Linked DNA regions of Pan troglodytes: regions 2 and 3 are each linked to region 1. Evidence: chromatin contacts called from public HiChIP or PLAC-seq data. All regions are on one chromosome and are shown on one strand. The core of a region is the stretch at or near the end of the contact, and the rest is flanking DNA. Distances in the headings are between cores, read along the strand shown. Region 1 holds the start of NUDT2 (nudix hydrolase 2). Region 2 holds the start of RPP25L (ribonuclease P/MRP subunit p25 like). Region 3 holds the start of CNTFR (ciliary neurotrophic factor receptor).

What was found. HiChIP or PLAC-seq counts read pairs in DNA pulled down with a chosen protein or histone mark.
Region 2: a contact with region 1 is called in an H3K4me3 HiChIP or PLAC-seq map of stem cell-derived excitatory neurons, with 5 times the contacts expected there. The contact joins the promoter of RPP25L here to the promoter of NUDT2 in region 1. A contact is called at or near these places in 2 of 7 Hi-C or Micro-C datasets (blood and stem cell-derived neural progenitor cells) and 1 of 1 datasets of contacts at active chromatin or transcription factors (stem cell-derived excitatory neurons).
Region 3: an H3K4me3 HiChIP or PLAC-seq map of stem cell-derived excitatory neurons shows a contact between it and region 1, with 4 times the contacts expected there. The contact joins the promoter of CNTFR here to the promoter of NUDT2 in region 1. A contact is called at or near these places in 3 of 7 Hi-C or Micro-C datasets (blood, induced pluripotent stem cells and stem cell-derived neural progenitor cells) and 1 of 1 datasets of contacts at active chromatin or transcription factors (stem cell-derived excitatory neurons).

The regions. Positions count from the first base shown.
Region 1 is chr11:81,667,313-81,671,871 of NHGRI_mPanTro3-v2.0_pri, forward strand. NUDT2 (nudix hydrolase 2) reads right to left here and starts at 1,865. Exons shown (of 4, transcript XM_001160435.7): 1 at 1,669-1,865. It overlaps KIF24 (kinesin family member 24), which reads left to right and starts at 1,953. Exons shown (of 13, transcript XM_003312047.7): 1 at 1,953-2,162.
Region 2 is chr11:81,383,809-81,388,367 of NHGRI_mPanTro3-v2.0_pri, forward strand. It overlaps RPP25L (ribonuclease P/MRP subunit p25 like), which reads left to right and starts at 2,253. Exons shown (of 2, transcript XM_001161736.5): 1 at 2,253-2,348; 2 at 3,080-3,917. The coding sequence starts at 3,116. The coding sequence ends at 3,607. It overlaps DCTN3 (dynactin subunit 3), which reads left to right. Exons shown (of 6, transcript XM_009456523.3): 5 at 311-370; 6 at 541-861. The coding sequence ends at 630.
Region 3 is chr11:81,405,291-81,409,849 of NHGRI_mPanTro3-v2.0_pri, forward strand. It overlaps CNTFR (ciliary neurotrophic factor receptor), which reads left to right and starts at 2,602. Exons shown (of 10, transcript XM_016960773.4): 1 at 2,602-2,727.

The DNA of each region.
Region 1 (4,559 bases), core at 615-3,114:
ATCAGAAAGCTTCTCTGTTTTAAAGAAATGACTTTTCATCTTGTCTGTTAAACTGCTCAACACTGTTCACCACAGTATATATATTCCTTATAAGGTCCCACAGCATAAATTCCTTTTAATATAGAAACTAGAAAAATAATTTATCTTTTGAAGAATGGATTTGTTTCCTTATTAGTAAGAATTACCTTTTTTCCCTTAACTGACTAATTTTGGGCAAAATTGGGTACTCAGTTACAAAAAGTACACCAACGCACTGACTAGCGTTATTTGCCTGTTCTTATTATAAGAATAATAGCTACCTTTTTTTTTTTTTTTGAGACAGAGTCTCGCTCTGTCGCCCAGGCTGGAGTGCAGTGGTGCGATCTCTGCTCTCTGCAAACTCCGCCTCCCGGGTTCGTGCCATTCTCCTGCCTCAGCCTCCCGAGTAGCTGGGACCACAGGCGCCCGCCACCACGCCCGGCTAATTTTTTGTGTTTTTAGTAGGGACGGGGTTTCACCGTGTCAGCCAGGATGGTCTCGATCTCCTGACCTCGTGATCCGCCCGCCTCGGCCTCCCAAAGTGCTAGGATTACAGGCGTGAGCCACCGCGCCCGGCCGCTACCATTTTTTAAGAAGTTACTACTCGCCAGGCGTTGTGTCAAGTGCTTTACCTTCATTATTTCACTTAATCTTCACAACAACCCGCTGAGGCATTACTGCCATTTTTCAGAAGAGTAGAAAGGGAACTATAGCTCAGAGATGTCTGGGTAAGTGACTCAAACGTAGGTCTGCCTGACTCCTAACATCAATGATCTTAACCTTAACTCTATAATAGCGTTTTACATTTGACAATTTGATTGCATTCAGTTTTTGTTTTGTTTTTGAGACGGAGTCTCGCTCTGTCGCCCAGGCTGGAGTGCAGTGGCGCGACCTCCGCTCCCTGCAAGCTCCGCCTCCTGGGTTCATGCCATTCTCCTGCCTCAGCCTCCCGAGTAGCAGGGACTATACGTGCCCGCCACGACGCCTGGCTAATTTTTGTATTTTGTTTAGTAGAGACGGGGTTTCACCGTGTTAGCCAGGATGGTCTCGATCTCCTGACCTCGTGATCCGCCCGCCTTGGCCTCCCAAAATGCTGGGATTACAGGCGTGAGCCACCGCACCCGGCCTGCATTGTTTACGCTGTCCCTTTTTTGTTTGTTTGTTTAAGGCGGTGGGGCTCTTGTTCGACTTCCTTTACTTCTGCTATAACTGCCACGATATTATCCATTCAATAACTGAAGCAATTAGAAAACATAAAATCTCTTTTGGAAAGCAGGCGGGGTTTAATGGGTAGCAACAAGTGAAACTGAGGCCCAGGGAGGGGAAGGTTCGGCGCCCGGGCCTCTGGGCTCTAAACCTGGACCTCTCCCGCCTCTGGGATTTGGACGACCCACCCTATCCCCACTCGGACGGGGACAAGCAAGGCTCACAGAGTCAGGGAACCTCCCTTCTCCCGGTGCAGACAGGAAAACTGAGGTCCTGAGAGCGGATGGGACCTGGCCTGCCCACACCTCACTGCCAACTTAGAGGAGGGCGCATCCATCTCGGGCCCTGCAGCGACCAGAGGTTTGCCAGAGGCAGATTCCCATCGCTCCAAGGCTCATTTCCTCCACTGAGAACTAAAATCAAGTGGGCCCTAAGGGTACTCACCCGAAGCAGAAGGAGGTAGGAGGCGGACCTTGGACGGAAACTGAAGTACACCGGCCAATCAGAAGAGCCTGGTTACGCTTGGGCCCATCAATAGAATTCGGCAGAAGGATCTTCGACCCGCCTCAAAGGTGCGCGTCTCACACTGAAACGTCGCGAGATCTTCCCTCAAGCGGAACGATTGGCTGAGGGTCGGAAATTGAGAGTTACGCCCACGGTTTCTTCAGACCTCTGATTGGTCTTCCAGAGGAGAAGTCAACGAACGTCAACCGATTCCTTGGATGCCCATTGGTGGGCGGTGCGGGACTGGCGACGCGCGGGCCACAGCGCGGGCGTTCGAACTGGCGCTTGGCGGTGTTGCCATGGAGATACGGCCTGGCCGCCGCCGGTGGCTCCCGGGTTGACGGGACTGTTAGGTTGCGGGCTTTGGGGCTCACTCCCGACGGCATTGTCTTCTCCTCTTCTCAGACAGGGCAGACCGAGGAGTTTGGACCGAGGTGAGAAAGGGCGGGGAGAATAGAAAAGGGGTAGGTCTGGTCCGGAACCGTAGCGCCTGCCCGCGGACACGGGTGCGCGTGACGTCGGCTGAGCGCGGGAGGAAACTGGCAGTTGTGAGGGAACCGAGAGTTGGCCCCTCTTGGCTCTTCCTAAAGTTCACCTACTTTCCTATCTTTCATCCCCATATCTCTGCCTTTTCTTCAGCAATTATCTTGAACGCCACTTCTCTCACTTTGGGAGACTAAACTCTTGAGTCCCAAAGTCTTCTTGCTTTTGAACCTATAAGCCTGACCGGCACCTCTTTTAGGGCATTTCTATTCGCCCTTGGGTTGTTTACTTCCGGGAAGCCCGTTCGCTTCCCTTTTCCCATAAAATTTTGAAGCCTTTGAGGTAAGGCAAGCATCGTTCACAATGTCTTGCACATAGTAGATTTTCAGGAAATATTTGTTGAGTTGAATTTAATTTACAAGAAATAGATTGGATTCCTCTTCATGCCCTGCCTTGTCTCTCTGCTTCAGAGACGATTTTTTATTTCGAGGCTAGGGGGAGGCCACCCTAATCTTCAATGCAAAAGGACCTAAAAGTCCACACACAGTCCACGGCTGGCCTTTCTACTCTTTGTGAAAGGCTACACTTTTTTGGATTGGTTGCTGCAACTCTTCCTGCATCTGTGGCTTTTAGCCTTGGTCTCCCAATAATTTTATTAGACTCCTTTTAGTCTTTGCTTAAAATAAACCATTCTGTTGCTGTATGCCAAGATAATTTATCTCCCTTTAGCTTCTTAGTGACCGGCAGATATTGTCACATTTTAAGTGTGCTTTGGAAAATGTTTTAAAGCATCTTCTTTGTACTTGTATTCTACAAGTAGAGAGCCTTTGTAGTCTATTGAAGTGCATGTAACAGCTGCTCAGGTGAACTCCATCTATTCATCAGGTGTCTATGATAGAATTGCGTTCCTAAGACTGTTTCGTTGTTAACTCATGGATTATATATTCACAGCCTGATTGTTGGTGTGATTGCTCCTTATATCAAATTCATAGCTCACTGGTGGCCTTAATAAAACGAGTGAAAAAGTTCAGTACTGCAGCTATGTTCTTGTTACCCTTTTATAAAAGTTCGAAACACTACCTTATAGCTGTGACATGTAGTGGAAACCCACTACATGTGGGTTTGGCTTTGGCTCTGTCTCTGTCTCTAATTCACTGTGGGTGGCTTTGCAAGTCATTTAGTCCATTTGTTATTATTATTATTATTTTTATTTTTATTAGAGAAAATGTCTTGCTCTGTCACCCAGGCTGTAGTGCACTAGCATGATAATAGCTCACCGCAGCCTTGAACGCCTGAATCTAGCCCCTTTGGACCTCATTTTTTCCATCTGGAAAATCAAAGAATTGAATTAGATTAAAATTCCTGTGGCTCTACTCTCAAGTCAAGTAGTTGATGTCAGGTAGACCACACACTCTCAGCCTTCCAAAGACCATACAGACTTTTTTTTTAGCTGCTGAAAGTAGTAGTTACCATTTATTGAGTGTTCACCCCATACAAAGCACTGTATCCAGGGCTTTATATACATATTACATTTTTCTTAGTGTAGCACATTACTGCTAAGATAGCATTTTATTTAAAATTTGTGGTTTTATATTGTTAATGAAAATCTTTAGTTATTCAGAGTGTGTCCTTGGGGCAACCTAAGGTATGAGCCTCTCAGTTTTTAGTTTAGGGAGAACGACAGTTTCTTTCTCTGGGCTGCTCTTTTGTCGTAAAGTGAGGGGCTGAACTCTTCTAGATCCCTTCCAGATCTAGTATTCTATGATGCCTGATATATTAATGCAGTTTCCCTATGCTGGCTCAGCAAACCAGTTTATAATTTGCACAGTGTAGATCCTCAACACATTTTGTTAAATAAATAATAGAGTTCTACTTCTTAAACCTTGAGTGTATTGTCGTTGTATACCTCCCAAGTTACTGTCTCAAGGGTTTTGATGTTCATATCGTGTTGAATAAGAAGAGTTTTCTGTAGGTATAAACTAATAATAATAGTATAATATATTGTTGAGTGTTTATATATCAGACACTGAATGTAGCAGTTAATTTACATTATTCTAATTAACCCTCATGAAAGGAAACATTTTTTCCAAGTCAGCATTTTTTTTTTTTTGTCAGTTCAATGCAGTAGCTTCCTAAATGATCTCCCTGTTTCCACTTTTGCCCACCTGCTGTGATCCATTTCCTCACAGAACTGGGAGAGTGAACTTTAAAGACGAATCATAGCATATACTTTCTCCACTTAAGATCCTCTAATGACTTCCTACTTCACTTAAAAGTAAAATTCAGACACTTTTATGTGGCCCAGTACACCCTACATAATCTGGCCCCTACCTTTCTCTCCTCTTCTC
Region 2 (4,559 bases), core at 1,003-3,502, 280 kb before region 1:
CACTATTCCCAGGCCCTAGTGTAAAGTTCAAAGAGAGTTCAGAAATAAGGACAGAAGAAGAGACATACACTAGGGGGAATGTTTACTTAATGTATGGCCACTCCCTTTTCCATCAGTCTTTGGACTGCTGTTAGGGCACCCATCCTGGAGCCTGAAAGTGCTCCCATAGCCATTTGCTCCTTTGGCTTTGGGGTTAAGCGTCATCTTTTTTAGGCTCCATGGGGAGTGGGAGTCCGTGATGAGGCAGGAAGTTTAGTGGAAGATGTGGGCTTTGCCCAGTTCCTTTCTGTGCTACACTTTGGCCCTACAGGACCAGTGTGTGGAGATCACTGAGGAGTCCAAGGCTCTCCTGGAGGAATACAACAAGACTGTATCCTTTCTGCTCAACTAGGACCCTAATGGGTGCTGTCCCTAAGCCCTGTCCTTTTATTCCACCTCTAGCTCTCTCTCATCCTATCCTACCCACCTATGTTTGCCTGTTCCCCACTTTCCATGAACTTCCTCACTCAGATTCCTATTCTCACCTTGACCTACAACCAGACAATGCTTCTCTCCAAGCAATTCGTGCAGTGGGATGAGCTACTTTGCCAGCTAGAGGCCGCCACGCAAGTGAAGCCAGCAGAGGAGTGATAGCTGCTCCCCATCCCAAAGTGGGCCTGGGCAGTCAGGCTCCAGGGCCCTATGCCAACCTGCCTTTGTTACAAGGCAGAGGAAGCTTTGTATTTATTGGCTTCAAGGCCCACCTCTCTGTACTCTGGGCTCTAAAGTTGGAGGTCAGGTTACCTGAGGTTTGCAATTTGCAACACCCACCCTCCCCCCAATCAGTGTTCTTATTTCAGTGACAATAAACCATAGAGATGACTGGAGGAGTGTGCTGGCTTCTTGGTCTAGGATGGAGGTGGTAGGGGGCAGAGGTGTCAGCCTGCCTAATCGTTTGACTGGGAAGTAAACTCATCCTGGTCTGGCTTTCTGGCAGGTGTAGAGCTCTCAAGATGAAGGCTCTCATTTGATTGTGTGAATAGGATATTCCTTTATGTATCCATTTATCCCACATTTACCAATAAGAGACCTCCAAATGTCAGATGATGGGAGTAGATAGGGCTAATCCCTGCCCTGCACGGGCTAGCAGGATAGACAGTAAAGGAAAAGGGCAGTCCTATCAGGTGGACACAGAAGAAAAAAGGGACTGAAGGGACCTGGTAAGTGATATCCAGGGACTTTCAGAGCCAAGGGAGCAGCATGTGCAAAGGCCTTTAAATTTCTCTCTTGGGAGCCTACCTGCTGCCACGAGCCGAGAAGGGCAGCCTAAGAGGTTTGGATGCAGGAAGTTTTGGTCCTGGGGAGGGGAAGTTGGGAAGTAGGGGCGCTGGGGCAAGCATGTTGAGAAACATTTTGGCACCGTAGTCCACCAAATGTTTGCTGCCCCCTTGTGGTCTCAGGGAGTGCTCTGGCTCCAGACCCTTTTTCCAACGGCCCACTGGCCGCCCCGCCTTTGCGACCTCTCCGGCACCTCAAATTCAGCGTGTCCAAACCGCTCTGAAATCTGGGAGTCACCCTAGATCGGAATTTCCTACTTCTCCGTCCAAACAGTGGCCAACTCGTCACTGAACCTACTAGTATCTCCCAACTTAATCTTTTTTCCATTCCCACTGCGATTTCTCTGGTTCATTAATGTAACAAATCATTTAACAAATATTGAGCGCTGGTCATACGCCAGGCACCATACTAGGCTCCGTGGGCACCCCCGCCCCCTCAGCCCCCAGACTCCGCGGCAGGTGTCGTCAGGGGCTGTGGCCCGATTTCCCCACCACTCCCTCCTCGGCTCCCTGCACAAGATCTGGTTCGACTGGCCCCTGGAAAACCCGGAAAACCCCCGTGGTCCGCCAGCGCCCACAGGATGAGGTCGAAGCTCAGAAGTCGGTAACTAAGGCTCTCGCCCATGCAACAGCAGCCACTACAAACTGAAGCCTTTGTTCGCACCCACGGTGAAACCCACAGCTCCCCGTTTGCTCAACAGCTAACGCCAGCCCTCCCATCTTCTAAGGGCCAGATCCCCCTCCTTCAGACGCAGGACTTCCCCGACGGCCGCTCCTTTCTACCGCAGGGAACTGTCCTGCCTCCCTCCGGGGCGTAACAGCGGAGGCTGCGCTCGTGTTCCCATCCCCACTGGGACTGGTCCGGGGCGCTCTGGCCAGCGGGTTGTTTCCGCGGCGGAGATGCCTCGGGGCCCGTCCTTCACGCCCCGCCCCTCACGCCCCGCCCCCTCGGGGCGTGCGCGGCCCCGCGGCCTTAGTGCGCTCCGGGCCCGCGCGCCATCTTGGCTCCGGATCGTGCGTGAGGCGGCTTCGGTGAGAGCCGGAACCGGGCGGGCAGAGGGGCGCTCGTAGGGTGGGGGGACGCCTGTGGCTTGGCTGCAGCGGCCGGCAAGACCCTGGAAGAGACTGTGGCTATGGAAACGGCCAAGGCTGTCTTGGAATATCCTGAGCAGCCCTCCGAGTCGAGCCTCTGCCCCCGAGTTTCTGAGTGACCTGGGTTGATATAGATTGACCCTGGTAATCTCTGGGAGAGGGGGTCCGTTCTGTTTGGGGGCAGCACTGGATAAGGGTTCTTGGCTGTTTCCCGGGGGGCCTGGGGCGAAGGGCCTTGTCCCTGTCCTTGTAGAGCCCCAAGTGAGGAGCGCTCTCTATTGGTATTAGTCTGGGGTGAGGGTTCCAGGCCCTGTTCCAAGGAGTCCAGGATAAGGGGGGCTAAGCCCCAGTCCTGGAGAGTTTAGGATGAGGGGGCCTGGCACTTTCCCAAAGAGCTCAGTGTTTGGGGAATGTGATCCTGCCTCTTGGACTCCAGGATTGGAGGTGAGGGTGTTATGGCCCTTGTAGAGGAACGGGGTGTATGGGGTACAGCCCTTTCCCAGACTGCGGCAGGCATGGACCTTGTCACGAGATGCTAAGGACGAGGGGACATGATCCTGTTTCTGGGAAGTCTGGAACGGGGAGCAGGGCCGTATCCTGGATGGAGATAGGGGATGGTGGACAGTGACTTGGGGCACATTGCTTAGCACTTACCTGATGCTTCCCTGCAGTGGGCAGCGAGAGTCACAGACAAGACAGCAAGCAGGATGGAGCACTACCGGAAAGCTGGCTCTGTAGAGCTCCCAGCGCCTTCCCCAATGCCCCAGCTACCTCCTGATACCCTTGAGATGCGGGTCCGAGATGGCAGCAAAATTCGCAACCTGCTGGGGTTGGCTCTGGGTCGGTTGGAGGGCGGCAGTGCACGGCATGTAGTGTTCTCAGGTTCTGGCAGGGCTGCAGGAAAGGCTGTCAGCTGCGCTGAGATTGTCAAGCGGCGGGTCCCAGGCCTGCACCAGCTCACCAAGCTACGTTTCCTTCAGACTGAGGACAGCTGGGTCCCAGCCTCACCTGACACAGGGCTAGACCCCCTCACAGTGCGCCGCCATGTGCCTGCAGTGTGGGTGCTGCTCAGCCGGGACCCCCTGGACCCCAATGAGTGTGGTTACCAACCCCCAGGAGCACCCCCTGGCCTGGGTTCCATGCCCAGCTCCAGCTGTGGCCCTCGTTCCCGAAGAAGGGCTCGAGACACCCGATCGTGAAGACCTGCTGAGCCAGCCTGTTCTCCGGGCCTGAATGTCTGGGGTGCTTGTGCCTTTTCTGAGAAGCGCTGTGACTGCTCAACATCCCCATCAAGGTTTGAGTCCACAAAAGTGGACCTCCCTATCATGCTTCCCCTTCCCTCTAGCATGTGGGAAGGGACTGCTGTGAAGAATGACAGATGTGGGGCCTCTGCCAAGTTCTGCATTGCTAAATAAGGGCTTCCTCTGCCTTCTACCTACAGTACATCTGAACTGCCTTCTGAAAGAGGTCCAGGGAGGGATTTAGGAAATAAAGTTTCTACCTATTTGATGAGCCTCTACTCAGCCTGCTATGTGGAGTGGGATTAAAGAAATGGGAGTCCCTGCCCTTACCCCGGGGGGCTGATCGGGTGAAGACAGAGGAAGAGTAGTAGGCTCAGGCCGGTGCTGGGAGAATGTAGTGTCTACAAGAAGCCTCAGTCAGTACTGAATATATCTAATTCCCTGGATAGTTATTTGTCCCTGCTTTGGCCTGGTTTAGGAACACTGCCAGGTCAGACATTTCTCTCCATCTGCAGCATACAGTATAGTATAGTGGTTGTGAGCATGGACTCTGGTACCAACCTGCCTGGGTTTCAATCCTGGTCTGCCACTTATTAGCAAGTTACTGCTCTGTGCCTTAGTGGTCTTATCCATAAAACAGGAATATGATAGTGTTTATCACATAGGATTGTTATGAGATTACATAAGGAAATATACATATATGACATTTAGATACCACGCTGGCACATAGTGCTATTAAGTGTTAATTGCTATTATCGTTATTAATAACTCACCTATCCCAAATGCAACAACTGTCTCACACCTCCTTCCCTCCAGCTTCCTTGCCCCAATCTCAGCTATGGAGCTGGACTCCTGCTTTGAAGAGACAGAGGCCTTTCGAACTCCCTCATGCTCCACCTTCACCTCCAGA
Region 3 (4,559 bases), core at 1,352-3,851, 260 kb before region 1:
GGACTCTCCTACTCTTTTGGGACCTCTAGTTCCTAGCCCAAGCTGGGGACCCTGACTCTCAGTGTACCATAGTGAAGTTGAATATACACCTTTTACTGTTTGAGATTGGGTGTGTGACTTTATGTGACCATGTGTTTGGCATTTGTAATACAGAGAGCCTGTGTGTGAGAGTGTGTGTGTTTGTAACTTTGGAGAGCCAGGTGTGTGCTGCAGGGAGAAACTTTCTGATGGTATTGCAAGTTAGAAACCAGCACCGTTTCCTAAAGGAGCACTGGAAAGGTAGACCATAGGGGATGGGGAGGGAGCTCTCCTTCCTCGGAGACATGTCAGTAAGAATAAGGAAGGGTCTTTGCTTGCCCAAAGGCTTGGAATGGCACAATTGATCCCTTGGTGTGTGTGTGGGGTGGTCCAAGTTTAGGTCACCTGCCAGGGTGGAGGGTGGTGTCAGAAATCCTGGCCATAGAGCCCCTTTCATGGTAGAGAACTCCAGGAACTGAAAGTCAATGAGGAACTTCCCCTATTTCCCCAGGCCCAAATGTGAGATCCCCATCACGTGCAGGGCACAAGGGATCTGGCCTGGGGGTGTTACTTCCAGCCACTCCATCATGGGCAAGGTAGATGGTGAAGATTGGAAAGGCAGTGAATTCTTGGAGATGGAGTTGGGGAGAGGATGTCAGTGAAGTGGGGTTTGGCTTAAGGATAAGTGACATGACACAGAAGGGGGCTGGCGCAGAGCTGGGGAGGCCGGGAATAGGGGCGCTTAATAAAGGTGGAGAGGAGGCAGGGCCAGATCCTGCAGGGCTTTGAAGCCCCACCTAAGAAACTCAACTTTGTCCCCAAGGCGGTGGGGAGGGCTCAGCACTGAGGCTTACAAGCTCAAAGGCTACTGTGTAGGTAGGGCATCAGAGGCGGCAGGAGCGGAAACCACTACTAGTCTGTTGACCCAGCTCTGGGGGGAGGAAAATTGGTTGTGAGCCGGGTGGCGGCTGTGTGGAGAGGTGGCAGCACCCGGTGTTCAGTAGGTGGCCGAGGCCTCAGCGCGGAGCAGGAGCAGCAGCCAGAAGGGAACGCACGTCCCGCACCGTCCGCCAGGTGTCGCTTCGGCCCCGGGGAAGCGCTCGAGGCCGCTGGGTCCCGCGCCGGGAGGAGCTGCTGACCTACTGACGCCTGGACAGAGGTCCGACGTGCGCCTCTTCCCTTCCTTTATCTTCTGACATCCACACATCCACTTCCAGGACCCCGGACTCCCAGTGCGGATCTTGTCCCCGCAGCCGTGGACTGCTGCTCTGCCGACAGCAGCCTCTGCGTCCCCGGGGGCCGAGGGGGACGTTGGACCGGGACAGAATTCCCGACTGCTCCCAACCTGGCAGAAAGAGGCTGAGCCAGGGACACCAGGGCATCTGGAGGTCAAGTCCGTTCCCCAAACCACTCGCCAATTTTCACCCCGTCCGCCCCTCCCCGGCCGGATTAGAGCGCCGAGGCCGGTCAGCCCCCTGGGGAGGAGCGGCCCCCGGTGTACCGAACCTTGCCAGGGCCTAGAGCTTCGCCGCAGGGGCAGGGGCAAGTCCTGCTCCCCTCAAGATCCCGTCGCAACGCCCCCTTCCTTCCCCGCGTCCACAGTCTAATCCCGGTCTGCGGCACGGGAAGCAGGAGGCCGGCGGCCCAGAGAGCCCGGGGAGAGGACACCTTGTGTGGGCGGCTGTGCGCTGGCCCTCAGCGGGGCGCAGCTAGTTTGCTGTGTGTCCTGAAGTCCTAGCTGGCCGTCTCTGAGCTCCAGCCCATGCCGACCCCTGCCAGTTGTAGGAAGGGGATTCTGTGGCCACGGAAGTGAAAGTGAAAAGCCCAGGCCGTGGCGGGAAGAAGGATTTTCCTCTGCAGTGGGAGTCCCTGAGGCATTTGTTGGGAAAGGGCCCGGGCGCTCTAGGCAGCCTATTGGGGAAGGATGTGAGGAAACAGCGAGACATTTCCCTCCCTTCTCCTCGCCCTCAGCCCTAGAGCAGCTCCCCGGAGGGGCAGGGCCCAGGATTATGGGCCAAGGGTCAGGTGAAAAATCCAAGGGGTGGAGACGGGGGTGGCTTTCTCGGTCTCTGCCTCTACCATTGCCACTCCATTGCGCTTTCACGTGGCCTCAGAAGTTGGTCAGGTTGTCTAACCTTACTCTCCTATGTTGCAGCCAGACCGGAGGCCCAGGGACGAGTGCAGTGAACACCCCGGCCCCTCAGAGGCCCAGGCTGCGAAGGGAGTGAGCCTCCTATCGAGGGGTGCGCCTGTGCCCGGCATTGAGAGTGCACCCTCCCTACCCCTTCATTCCAGTGGAGGCTTCTCCCCCGGCTGTGTGTCCTCGGGGCGCGAGGAACATGCGAGTAGTGGTGTTGGTGTCATCGGAGACACTGGAGGCATGGGCCTGGGCTCCCGGCAGGGTCCATCCCCGGTCAAGGAAGCCCCTTTCCCCCGCGCGAGGGGGTGACCGGGAGGGGAGTCGTTGCGGGGGGCAGTAGCAATAGGGGAGAGGCGGAGCCGGCTGGCTTCTTCTGCCCAAAGTGGGGGTTGGGGGTTCTGGCTCGCGTTCCTCTCACGGCGACGCCGGAGGGAGGACCCCGAGAGTTGGCCCGGGGTGTGCCAGGGAGTCGGTGCGAGGCCGTCAGGGCCTGAACGTGCGGGAGTGTGCGCAGGAGAGACCTGGCTAAGGCCGAGAGGGAGAGTGAGTGTGAAGGAGCGATCCCGGGGGTGAGTGCGCGCCCAGCCGCCCTAGGGGAGCGGGCGGAGTGGGTGTGTGTGTGTGTGTGTGTGTGTGCGCGCGCGCGCGTTTGCGAGACCCGCGGCCGGGGCTGCGCGTGAAGCACGGGGACCACAGCCGTCTTGAGGGCGCGCCCGAGAAAGGGTGAACGCGAGGGGGCCACGCATGCCAGTGCGGACGAGTGTGCCAGCGGGGGGGCAGAGCGCGTGCCAGTGCTGGGCGAGTGGGAGTGGGGGCTCACAGGCCCGCGCAGGGCGAGCGGACCGCGTGTGCCAGGAGCGAGAGCGTGCCAAGGCGGGGGCGCGCGGGGCCCGTGGCGGGGAGGGGTCGTGGCGCGCGGCCGCGGAGGCGCGGGGAGACAAGGCAAGAGGGGGAGGGGAGCGAGGGCGCGCGCGGCCGAGCGGGCGCCCGCGGTCACATGGGCGAGAGAAGGAGGGAGGGAGCGCGCGAGGGAGGGAGGAGGATGGGGGGGTTAAAGCCGCCGAGCGCCGAAGAGCCGGTGCAGAGCGGGCGGCGGCGGCAGCGGCAGCGGCAGCGGAGGCGGCGGCTCCAGCCGGCGCGGCGCGAGGCTCGGCGGTGGGATCCGGCGGGCGGTGCTAGCTCCGCGCTCCCTGCCTCGCTCGCTGCCGGGGGCGGTCGGAAGGCGCGGCGCGAAGCCCGGGTGGCCCGAGGGCGCGGTGAGTACCCTGCGGCGGAGTGCGCGCGGCCGGAACCTCAGACCCGGGCTGACCAGCAGACCGGCGGCCCTCATGCGCGCGGGAAGAGTGAGGGGACACCCGTGGGCCCACGGACGGGGGCGACAGGAAAGTTCACGAGAAACTTTGCCTGCAAACTCGGGGGCGGGGGCGCTGGAGAAGCGGCCCCCTACGTCCGGGCGCTCCGGGGGTTGGGCGTGGTGGTGGTGGTGGGGCCGACTGTGGACTAGAGGGAGGTGGCTCCGGCGGTTTGTCCTAGTGTCCCTGTTCTCCCCACCCCTCAGCTGCACGCGCGGGGTCTGGAAAAATTCCTGGGTTTGGGGGGGTTCGTAGTGGCCTTTGCGCGCCCAAAGGTGGCTTCTTTCTCGGGCAGAAATCTGGACTTCAAAGCGCCCGGGGATGCGAACCGACGGTTGCGCGTCTGCCAGTGCATGTGTGTCCGTGTGAATCCGCGCGCCCGCGCGCGCGTGTGTGTGTGCATGTGTGTGTGTCGGTCGGCGTCCCCATGGTTTTCTCTTCAGTCCGCGTGGATGTATCTCCATGTAGTGGGTCTCCTCCAGTGTGTCTCTTTGTAAGTCTTCCTGGCTTGTGCGAGTCTGCCTATGGTGTATCCCCAAGTGTCTCTTTGTGAGTCTGCTCGTGTGTGTCTCCTCCAGTGCGGCTCAGTGTGAGCCAGTCTGGGTGTCCCTGTGTTGCTCCGAGTAGTGTATCTCCGCGTGCGTGGGGGCTGGGCCGTGGGGAGGTCACCAGACGGACAGCTCTCCCTCTCGGCTCCTCTCCTCTCCCGAGCCTCTCCTCCAGCGTTAGCTCGCTCGCTTGCTCGCTCCCTTGTCCCCCTCCCGCCTCCAGTAGCTTCAGGCGGGCAGGACTATTTCACGCCTTGTTGAAAATTCAGGATTTTCTTTCTTTCCGTCTAGTCTCTCTTTTTGAGAAGCGTCTGTGTGTGTCTGTGTGCCTGGCAGCTTGTCTGCAACATTGGATGTGTGTCTGCATGCCGCTGTAGGACTGTGTCTCTAACACTAGTTGTTCTGCCTGTAATACTTGGTGAATTTGTGTCTGTGTCACTGGGAGTGTTTGTGTGGCTGTGGTCACTGAGGTGGTGCGAGTGTGAAATGCTGGGTGTGTCT